Linked DNA regions of Gadus morhua: region 1 is linked to region 2. A link is a contact called in public Hi-C data. All regions are on one chromosome and are shown on one strand. The core of a region is the stretch at or near the end of the contact, and the rest is flanking DNA. Distances in the headings are between cores, read along the strand shown.

Region 1 (6,478 bases), core at 295-2,794, 150 kb before region 2:
CCCCTCTTACACTTCCTATTTACTTCTACGCAAAAATCGTCATATTGCGTCATCTTAAACAGGAAGTGTTGGGGATCGATACGGATCTCTCCAGTCTCTCCAGAAAATAAGGTAATGATGCACGACCATTCGAAAATATGAGTGGGTTTCTAACGATACAAAGCTTAATGGAAATGGGTGAAGTTTCCCTTTAACAAGCTGATTAGAAGGGCTGGCTATGTGCTGGGGACTGCTGTCCCTGGAGGTGGTGATGGAGATAAGGATGGTACAGAAATTGTTGAGTATTATGGACGATAACACGCATCCCTTGCACAATCTAGTGAGTAAACAAAATAGTGTTTTTAGTGGGAGGCTACGACAGCTTAGCTACAGAAAGGACAGATTTAAGAATACTTTTTTTACCTACTGCAATTGCACTTTACAATAACTCCGCTTTTTAGTAAGGACAGAAGAATGTGCTTGGCCATTGAGATGTGTTCCCCCCCATTACAATAAATGATTTTCGCCCTTTTCGCACGTTCAGCCATCCTCGCGAGAAAAGTTAACTGCAAGACTTCACTTGTTTTAGGCTACAATACCTGTTTGCTTATAATTACCTTCAAAAACATTGGTGGACACGCTGCAGTGATTGGATTGATTCGATCTAAATGCCGTTACGCAACTCGAGGGACACAACATTACATTACATTAGGACCTACGGGACAAAAAAATGAATAAATGAACGACGGGACTCGATGGTACCGATAAGCCCAAACGTTAATGATTTTCGGGTTTTGAAAAAAGTGGAACCGGGTCCTTGATAGAACCGGGTTTCGATCACAACCATGAGTGTGAGTTTGGTTACAGGAGAACACAGAGAGATGGAAGGAAATTATTTTTTTCACCCGGGCATCGTCTGCACCAGTGCTACCTATAAAGAATATTAGTCGCACCATTAAATATTTTGGTCGCATGTGCGAACAAATCTGGAGCCCAGTGAGGTGACACTTGACACATGATACAAAATATCAGATAATTCGAAAAATAATCCCATGGAAACCTCTCTATTGTACTTGTGGATGGCCTGATCTCCTTTGGTGAAAAGATAAGGGTCTCCCTGCAAGGGGGGGGGGGGGGGGGGGGGGGGGGCGGACGGACTGGGGGCGACGACGACATCCAGCTAGTTGGACCGGCTACAACAAAGGACATTTGTAAAAAAAAAAAAAAAAAAGAGAAAGAGAAAGGTAATTTAACTGCAAATCTTACCATTTATAATCTTTTCCTCTTCTCCTTGTCATGGTGATCACCATCTCGGCGACTTGAGGTAGGAAGAGGAGCGTCAGAAGCCAGTAGTAAGGGTTTTTCTTGACCCATGCCACTCTACAGACTCCTACCAGCGATACAAGAATAAAACACGCTCTGGTGAACACAGCAGATATAAACGTCCACATGACGGATCCAACACGATAGCATGTGCACGGAGCAATGTGGTCTCTGTTCTCGTTGGTGCACTTTAATACATTTGAACATTGTCCCCAAAGTTTAAGCCCCGCCCATGGAGCAGAACGAACATCATCCGTTCAAGTTCAGATTAAAGTATTTTATTTTATTTAACGTAAGGTTAGTACCCACCAATTTAAGGCAGAATCTTTTTTATGTATCAATACATAAAGATAAATAATCTGGAAAGCAATGAGTATATTACAGGGTTATAATATAACTGGACAAAATAGACAATTATGTGCTGATCCAGTTGCGTGCAAAGTACAAATTGCCAGATTATGAGGCATTACGGTTAATACGGTTCTAAAGTGACACGTGAATGTAAGATTGAGATGCCTGACGGCTCTACAGATAGAAACTTCAGTCTGCTCGTCTGCCGATGTGTAGGCCTGCTGGTATTGCCGCCAGAGGTAATGCCGTTTTGTTTGACGGGTGGTGGGAGTCCTTAACAATCCTTTTCTGAGGGTGTGGTAGTCCTTTAGGGCTGGGAGCTATTTGGCAATAATGTGTTCTCCAACCTGACCACCCTGCGATAGAAGCTCCTTGACTGTGAAGCTACCGTGGACCAATAGTGCACCTGTAAAAGTTTGTGAGGTTTGTCTCCTCAAGAAGAAGAGACGTTTCCAAGGTGATTTGACCCCCTTGTCTGTGTGGGCAGACTGTGTCAAAACTTTGATAATGTACACCCCATGGAACCTGAAGCAGCTGTCCCTTTCGAGAACGTTTTCATATACGTATGGGTGCAACATAACGCTGCAGATGAGCATCTCAAGTCAATTTGAACAGTAGCTTCCCACCTGGATTGCAAGTTCATAAAAATCTCATTTTAGGAGTGGACAGGGTGTCTTTGGCTTCATGTTGCTGCATGGGATTTTTCCCAGTGCGTTGTTATTCAAGCCATCCAGCGATGTCGAGGGAAACGACATATGGGGCCGGAAACATTGGAGAGGGGACGTAGCCTACTCTTCCTGTCTTTGTTTCATTTTCTACTTACCATCCAGCTATTTGTGTCACACAGAAGCAGCTCACAGGGATCATTAATCACAGTGATTCCGCAAACCGAGTTGTGATCCGCTGACTAGACATCAGCCTTGTGTCAAACTGTTAATACAGATATGTCAATCTGAAGTTACCTTATATGGTTTCACAATTATAGGACATTCAAACAATCAAAAAATGTATGCATGAATGAAAAACTAACTGTTATTTAATTTAGGTGTATGTTTTGGTCGCTTTATTTTAGCCAATATGATATTTTCTTATTTTTAGATCTTTGCTTTATCAACTTCCTTGTTACATGGCCACCTCCATACAATGCTAAAATGCGAAAAATGACTCTCACAAGAAAAACATGGGATAGAAACCTGACTTGTGTTTGCTTGCTCAAAGCTTTGTAGGTCATGGTCATGTTAGGACTGGCCCTTGATGTTTTGTTATTTTGCAATGATAGATAGCTTCCAACAACTGGAATTTGCCAATAAGTAGTAAACACGCACGTTGTTATGCTTCCTCAATGTAGGCTATGCTCTTCTTTGCCCATTCTCTAATTATTTCTGAATAACACAGATTTTCTACAGAGTCATACATTACGCAGAGGCGGACAGAGTACACAGCTTCCTTACTTGAGTAAAAGTACAGATACCCCTTGCTAAATTTTACTAAAGTACAAGTAAAAGTACTACAGTCAGATGTCTACTTAAGTAAAAGTACTGAATAACTTGTTTTTAAAAGTACTTCAGTATCAAGAGTGCAAGAGTACATTTTCTAAATATTGCATTATTACTGCCACAGTGCTTACATTTATGTATAGAAACGTCCTACATGGATTTATAAAAAATTGTAATATCTTGAGGAATGTAAAAGGAATTGAAAGTAATATCAAGTCATTTTCATCTTTTTACCATGTTGCTTTATTTAACATTTCTCACTTGCCCACAAGGCAATAGCACAATAGTATACAGTATAACAGTATACTCAAGAACATAAAAACAATTGCTCAGCTTACATAAATATGCAATATCAGAAAATAAAATTCAGCTAACAATTGTATGTATGTGTGAGTTTCTGTTTTTTCATCAATCAAATCAACAATCGTCTCATCTAAATCTGACCATGGAGTTGACTTTGGCGGAAAGCGAAGGTGATTGCTGATAGGCTGAAGGCTGTCCTAATCAGTGGCGCCTGCGCAATCCAATCACGTTTGAGAGGGAAACAACAAATTGAGGGTTTCCGAGATTTTTCTTTTCTCCTTTTATTTTTTAGAAGATAACGGGTACTCACGGTTGGTTAGAAATGGTTAGAAATGTAGCGGAGTAAAGAGTACAATATTTGCCTCAAATTGACTTGAGTAAAGTCATGAGTACTCCCTAAAAATGATACTCGAGTTAAGTACAGATCCCTCAAAATTGTACTTAAGTACTGTACTCAAGTAAATGTACTCCGTTACTGTCCGGCTCTGACATTACGCTATTGTTACGCACTAATGCAACACATACATATATATTTTTTTTTTACGGTGGAATTTATATTGGTCACTTGAAAGCACTCATGATGTTGTTACTGTAACAGTCCAGCAGATGGCAGTCCAAGTCCTACTTATTGGCCACAGAATGGCTTAATTGTTGTTATATCGTTCTGTGGCTACAATTGCTACACTTAACGATTACCGTTAAAGCAAAGCCTCGCGAGAAAAGGAAAATCAAAACACTAGTGTAACACGTCGTCTGAAATGGCCTGTTAAGAATTTTAATTATAACCATTGTAATATCGGTCAAGGCTAGTTGATATGCGTTGATCTCACCACAATCGAACTCCATTAATATATCATGTCACATATTGCTGTTTCAGATAAAAAGCACTCATAGACTTTGGCTAACAAATCTATATTTATACATTAAATGCATGTTTTATGCAAGGTTTCTTTTTTAATTTGATGGTTGATGACACTGCATGAAAATCATGAAAGAAATCAGTGGAAATGTTCTAAAGCATATTCGTTTTATTTAGGCTAAATACCACATATGATGAAAGAAACAGGTGGCTAAGTAATCATACGGTTCTGGCCCCAATTCTCTCTCTGTTTCAAAACAATGTATATGTTTCAAATTTAGGGCCGTGCACTGTCACACATGTCAGGCATTTGCATGGGAGAAATTGGACTTAAATGGATAACACATGACTCATTCTGTCTCAGCCCAACAGCTGCAAGAGGCCTCGCTGGACAATTATGATTCGCCTCAGAGCACAGAACGCCTTCAAAGCTCTTCCAGTGTGGAATTCTTGACATAAGCTGAAAAATAAAGAGATATTGAAAGGGATTTAGTGCAAAACATATTGGGTTCTTTCTAAACCGTAACAAACTGTGCTCTATTTCCTCACAGCGAGCTGGAATGTCTTTTGTTATCATAACTTGACAACTGTTCTGCAATTGGGAAATAGCAATCAAAACAACAGATTAACACACTACTTTCTGCTTGGTCCACATTTAAGGAGTACAGTGAACAACACACAGATGTTTTACATTGATATTAACAACCTAAACTTGCCCTGTTGGGAAAAAATGGGGAAAGCAATAGGCACATTATGTTCTCAGTCATGTATCACAAACAGTACAGACAGCAATCTCATTTAGCTTGACTGAAGCTAACAGCGAGTGGGTTTTGCATAGGTCATTAGCTGTCTCAAAATACCCTTGTCACCATAGCAACTTCAAGTGACTCCTAAATTGCCACATAAAGTGAAATGAATTATTAATGCTGAGAGAGTTTTTAATATGTGTGCCCAGCCACTAAGCTCTTAACACTAGACTGCATTTTTTCCCCCATGTCCATTGAACCAAAATACAGAGCTCTGCTAGAACAATTCGCTGGTTGTCACATTTGAAAACATATCCTTTGTCTCCCGTTCCCAGTAAAGCTACAATTCTGCACAGCCATTTATAAACCTAATAGGGAGACAGTTCAGTGCATTGATACAGATAACAGCAGGATTGCTCATGCAAGCCTTTTTTCTAAATAATACAAATGTTATACATGGAAAGAAATCTAAACCTTTACATCCACACACCTACATGCATGTATGCATGCATGCATACATTAACAACCACACACAGGCACACACACACACACACACACACACACACACACACACACACATGCACACACACACACACACACACACACACACACACACACACACACACACACACACACACACACACACACACACACACACACACACAGACACGCATACACACACACACACACACACACACACACACGCACACACAGACACACACGCACACACACTTAGGACTATGTAATAATCCAGAGGGTAGGAAATAATAGAGCCTTGATTGATGGGATCTTAGTTGACATTTAACACAAATTTATAACAATCCATTGTATGAAGTGAAACACAGCGGTAATGTGTTATACAGATGCTGAATTCTGAGGTCACTTTCCTTGTAGTCAGGGTGGATTACCGTGTGACCCATGGGCACGATTACCCGAGTGATGTAAGCATTGCATTACACCAAATGGTAAAATTTCAGGACATCTTCATATTGATGTGTTACTCAGATGTGGAGGCATTGGCCTCTTTTTCACTTTAAATATCTGTACCAAAAACATTCATTGCACACAGGTAGTTGTAACTCAGTCCAGCAAAATGGATTTTCAATCACCTTTATCTTTTGCATTTCTACATCATACATTTGCATAAATGAATTATTCATAATTCTAATGCCAGAAACACAAAGTATGTGTATGTGTTTTTGTCCGTGTGTGTGTGTGTGTGTGTGTGTGTGTGTGTGTGTGTGTGTGTGTGTGTGTGTGTGTGTGTGTGTGTGTGTGTGTGTGTGTGTGTGTGTGTGTGTGTGTGTGTGTGTGTGCATGTTTGTGTATGTGTTGGTGCATGTACTGATGTGTATGCATATGGAAGGGAAGGGGACCATATTTGGTGGTTTGATTGTTTCTGATTGGGCTTAACATTATCC
Region 2 (5,907 bases), core at 3,302-5,801:
ATAAGATACTCTTATACATTGTTCAAATATAGTATTCGGTATGTTTTGCGTTATATCAGCAGTCTGCAGTAAAACAATATGTATATTCTTGCTGCCTCAACAAGTGCCCAATGAGATACAAAGCCAAACATATTCCAAACCAGACATGCTATCCTCTGAAAACGCTCTGGTAATGTGGGAGCCATATGGATGTCATTCATATGTGGTTCCCTCTGCCACACATTTCATTTATGTATATGAATCTCGCTACGAATTACTCTCGCTACTCGCAACTCCTCCGTCCATCTCTTGAAGAACAGACTTTGCTGAAGCGGATTGTATCATCTCTCCGAACCCCATCCCTCCTGTGTTCATCATCCCGAATCTCCTTACCGCTTTGTGAAGGAAATTCTAAAGGAGAACTTGACTTGGTCCCTCCCTAGTAGCATGTACAGAACTGAATGCAAAATTTCCTCTATGGATGTTAGTGTCGTTTTTTTATATGTATGGATTTGAAAGAAGGAAAAAACCTTTAGGAAACTAACGATGGGTCTAATTTGTTCATACATGTCACCTACCAAAGCTAACTAGTCGTAGCATAAAAACATTTGTGAATGTTTTTTTTCTATTCCCTCCATGTTGTATTTGTGCAGAAGCCCAGGAATTTGTAGTTGAAAATGGCACTTTCTTTTTGTCAATTACTTTTCTTCTGATGTACAAATATTCGGCAAGAAAGACTTAAAACTCGTCTCGATAGATCTGTTATTATGTCCTGAAGAACATATCGAGGTTTAAGCAGATGTCTTAGTCTATGTGACACGGATGACAGCATTTTGATAATCAGCGCCCTTAAGTCTCAATCTACGGTACATCCCAGAAGTGTCCTATCATTTCCAATTGGAGTTTTTTACTACTTTGTAAAATGTTTTACTTTGAAAGGGCCAGTTTGGAATGTGATCTTTCAACATAATTCCTTCTAATATTTAGATACTGTATAACAATCCAATAACCATAACATTAGCTTTTAAATGCATTGACTGACAATGAATCTGAATTCAGCAATATCTTCAAATGTTTTTTAACAGTATAACCATCTACTTCAGCACTGGGATACTTCAGTGCTGAGCCACAGAAAACTGCTGGAATGTCTGGTTTAACGGTGCAAACATTTTTCAAAACACACACAGGGCAGCTTTCACAAGGCTCTCGTTTCAGAGTTTGAAAATGCCTTTGATGGAACATCACTTCATAATTATTGAACATGGAGTTCTTCTGATGGCGCATATTTCTTGCCAATTTTTAACAGCGTAAAGTTGCATAGTTCATCTTACACAGAGAGAGAAAGCTCCTATGTGAGTCCTACTGCAGAATTATGCAGCAGAATTATGCACAAAGGCAGGGTTGAAACATGGCTGCTTTACTTCTTGTTTTTGGGGAACTACACATTTTCTAAGCCTCTATTTATCGTATAGTCTTTGTTCTAGATTAAGCTGATTTAACAGTGTATTAGTACTTAGATAACTTGCCAATAGTGGATTTAGGTACCAAAATACATAGTGTTCCTTTTCTCCTCGCTATACTGTACTGTAACTGTACAATGTTTTAAAACCAAGTGATAGAGTTAACAATTCAATGGCATTGGTAACAAATGAGGAAAGAATGTTCTTGTCAAATAGGTCATTTCTGTTGTTTTGCACTTTTCTGTACATTATTTTGTGGTGCTTCATTTTGCTAAGAGCAGTACAAAGTGGTGCGAGGCACTTGTCAAGTCACAGGTATTCTGATTGTCCTATGGTCTTGTCTCCATGAAACCACTGTCTTTTCAAACAAATCTGTTCTTGCTATTTTTGTGCCCTATTTTATCAAAAGATCATGGGGCAATTGTGAATACTTGGTACATGTTTATTTTTCATGTTTAAGTTTACATGTCTTATCATTTCTTATCATTTTTGTTTCAAAAGAACCCCAACAATTTATTTATTTGTTCTTTATTTTGTTCATGTCGACTTTGTGTTTGGTATTGTTTGTTCTATACATTTGTTACTTATAGTTAATAAAGCAAGACCTATTTGGAAAAGGTTTTTTTTTCCCATTGTGTTGGATTATGCACTATATGCACAGCAATGGTTCATAAAATAAGTGGGAGTGAAGCGTGGGTTAGTTCTTCTGAGAGACTTAACCTATTAGGTCTAACCTAGACCCCGCCTAGGCTCCACCCCATCATCGAGCTGATCCTGTCTGATTAACCAGCAAGGTTTCAACGTACCACTTTCCTACCGGCCATTCATTCAATTAAAATGGTGGTGCCCTCTGGGACCTAGCAAAATAAACTAAATAAACCGACAACACAAAACATTCCACTCAATTGACCAAGCAGGTTAAATAGAGGTGACATTACGGGGATACCAGCATCCACTTTTGGACAAAATCGTTTCCAAAAGGTGGTTATGGGAATAACATGCATGTATATACGACAACTGATACGACAGATGAAAATAGGCTTAAAACTATAACCCCATGGCACTACATGATACATCAGATTTTGTGAAGTCAAGACTGATCTCTTCGGCCCCAACTTAGTGCTGCTAGAGCTCATGTAGCCAGGGCCCGGGCAGGCTAGCTCAGGTATAGCCCCCTTTTCAGTATATAACGGCAACCCCCATAACAGTAAAATTGCACCCAATGTCTTAAGCACAGGTTCTACAATGCTTTAATTAAAGTAGGTTTACATAAGTTATTATGAAAACATTTTATATAATAAATGCAAAGTATATATATAAAAAATGACAATGCATAATTGTGAAGTACATTTATACAACCATAAACAGTGATATATAATATCTCTAAACTACAGATCATACAAAATAAACAGACGGCATCAGTTTAGTGCATTTTATTGAACATAACCAGTGATTTTTCATTTCATGCCAGTTCTCCTAGACCCATTTCAGACTAAATCAAACAACACTGGATACAACCCAGCACAGACTCTTTGAGAGGGGTGCCGCGGTGATGGCTCTGGGAGTGGGAGACTGGGCAGTTAGCCGGGGGGCCAGGACATCTGGCGCCCACCCATGACATGAAGGTGAATGTGGTAGACCGACTGGGCGCCATCGGGCCCGTCGTTCAGCACCACCCTGAAGCCTTTAGCCAGCCCCAGCTGGGCCGCGCACTTCTTCGCCACAAGCATCAAGTGGCCCAGCAACTGTGGAGACACACAGGGTATCAAGCTTCAATGTAGGCGTCACACCAAACGGAACTAATAAACATTTCCGAGCAGCATAGTAGCTCCTACAGTCAAAATGAAAGAATGCCATTTAATTGAAAGAGCTCCATCTATTGGCTGTAGATGGAACTGAAACAGGGACCACATCAATACTGCAGTCCTTCAACAGAGACGCCAACTCTCAGCATAAAGCCTGATGACCCTCATCACACCCTCTCAGGCCACTCCTCCGATCTCTACTTACTACTTGGAGACTGCTTTGAATACATACATACAGCCAGACCCAGACAACTTTAATCGGTAACATAGATTTTGAATGTCATATATTGAGATTCTAGCTAAATATGAACTATATAAACCACATATTGCCTAATAACTGCAGGACCTAAGCCTGTTTAGGTGATGTCTGGATCAATAAGTCCCAGACCTGGTGGTCAATGGTGATCATTGACCTAATCCCTCTGGTTGCCAAAAAACTACTTTTTCAATTGTTGGGGTAAAGATGAGAAGCTGGGAAATGGCTGCAATAGTCCTGCTTCTTTACTTGAAGTATAGTCATGAATAAACAGAAGTCTGCTGTGTGCGGGCCCCAAAATGGTGCCCGCACACAGTTGGTGACCAACTCTCAATGAAATCTCACTCCCAGTCTGAAAAGCCCTGTTCATACAGGATTTAAATATTCTATTACCATAGTTATTTCAGCAAAGCATGACCTTATCAAGCATATAAATACAAGAACATTAGTCCATTTGGATGAGTGGTACTTACTGCAGCATCGCCATCCTCAGCTTGGGACAGCTGAGTTATGGGCTTCTTCGGGACCACCAGAAAGTGAGTAGGTGCCTGAGCAGCGATGTCTGGGAAGGCTATGCACTGAAAAACAAGCAGTAGAGACATCAGACAAGGCCAAGTAATGTTAAGTAAAAGACAGGTTCACATTACTACTGACAGTCATTGCGGAGATAGGCTGACGTTATACTGTAAATTCGTGGTCAAATAAACATTTTGGAGACTTACATTAGATGAGAAATTGGAGTATGATGCAATGCAATACATTATGGAATAGGTCATTTGGTATTCTACAGACACTTAATAACACCTCAGGTGCAAAGATAAAGGCTACTATGTATGCAGAGCTGGCCTACCGTTACGTTGCAACAATAACACTTGCCTGTTCATCTTCATATATAAGAGTTGCAGGAATCTCCTTGCGGATTATCTTTCCAAAGATCGTATCTCCACCTGGCAGGGCAGCCTGCGACTTCACTATTTCGTCCGCCATGGTGGTCGAGACGAGAGCGCAGCACTACTGCCCCCTTATGATCAGAGTTGCCAGATTGGGCGGGCCAGATTTCCCGCCCAATGTGGCAACACTGGCTGCAGTGCTCTGCTGCAGGCGTTGCCAGATTGGGTGGGAAATCAGGCCCAAACTGGCAACACTACTTAGGGTCTTGGGAGCTGTAACGTGCATACCGACTGCTATTGGTAGATTCATGCCCGAGCATTTGGAAGCGTGTTCAGTGATTGGCTGCTGGCTCTGGTTTCGCTTTCCAACACGGAAGTGAGCTAAATAAGTCAACATGCCCGGCTGCGTTCCAATAACCAATACTATCATACTATTCAGTATGGCAGAAAAATATTGAGTATGACATAGGAGAATGCAGTTCGCCAAAACTACCAGGATGTTGAAATCAGCGAAGTCACCTGTAGTGTGTCCCAATTGTATGTATACTACAGTATGTACTACAAGTAAAAAGAAAAAGTGCTTGTAGTAGGCCTACGTAGTACTGCAGGAAAAATGGGGCTGCGTTCCAAATATCATATTTTTTAAGCGTTGCAGCCATAGATATATAACTAGATGCCTCGTCCGCGGTGCTGGCCAATGGAGTCGAACGTCACCACTGGCGGCCATCTTACCACAGTAAGCTGCTCACCAATAACATTGTGCTGGTATTGATTAATGTACTTTTAAAATAACCATAACATGCTCAATTTTCAACCGATTTTCAAACCGGTTGGTTTTCTTATAAACGTCAGAGTTGTAGGTATGACAGTATATACTTATGAATAGTTGTTAGGTTCTAAGAAAAATAGAATAATGTTCTAAAATAGGTACAATATTTCCCTTTACAAATATACATCAAGAAAGGCTGCACGTTGAAATCCCCACCCTGTACAAAGATGTATGTAATTATAACCATGTGTTTTCATATGAAATGAACATTAAACAGAACAGAAAGGTGAAGTAAATACACACATGCACAACGTATTCATGTTATTTATGTTAAATCAATATTTGGGCTACTAAAACTCAGCAATCTATTGTGTTGGTAACTTCACTCAAATCTATCTACAGTCAAGTATGCATTTAGACAGATACGATGAAATATGATTATAATATGTGCAACTTTTGTGGCTGTTTAAGACACATTGAAGGCATGATGTCACCATAGGTTTGCAGAGAACTAAATGTGGAGAGAGAGAGAGGCAGCAAAAATGGGCGGGCCCACAGAGAGACCCACCAGGGGCGTAACATTGGGCTAATGCCCTTTGAAAAGGACTGTTTTATTGAGCTTCTGTCGAATGTTGTTGCTCTGTAAGCTTAGTGTAGTCATTTTAGCGATGTGGTGTAGCCTTAACTTAAAAAACAAAGAGACAACTAGTGTTAGCAACGTATGGTGATGGCTGTCTATGCCACACTG

Evidence for each region. A called contact is a pair of places that touch in the nucleus more often than the background predicts.
Region 1: a contact with region 2 is called in a Hi-C map of heart, with 2.9 times the contacts expected there. The contact joins the promoter of LOC115559928 here to the promoter of hint1 in region 2. A contact is called at or near these places in 2 of 6 Hi-C or Micro-C datasets (gill and heart).

Annotation. Positions count from the first base shown.
Region 1 is chr15:22,726,455-22,732,932 of gadMor3.0, reverse strand. LOC115559928 (transmembrane protein 26) reads right to left here and starts at 1,544. Exons shown (of 6, transcript XM_030379122.1): 1 at 1,246-1,544. The coding sequence starts at 1,430.
Region 2 is chr15:22,584,164-22,590,070 of gadMor3.0, reverse strand. hint1 (histidine triad nucleotide binding protein 1) reads right to left here and starts at 4,551. Exons shown (of 3, transcript XM_030379114.1): 1 at 4,377-4,551; 2 at 3,974-4,078; 3 at 2,858-3,184. The coding sequence starts at 4,487. The coding sequence ends at 3,020. LOC115559919 (a long non-coding RNA gene) reads right to left here. Exons shown (of 3, transcript XR_003979645.1): 3 at 5,194-5,907. cep170aa (centrosomal protein 170Aa) reads left to right here. Exons shown (of 22, transcript XM_030379096.1): 22 at 1-2,060.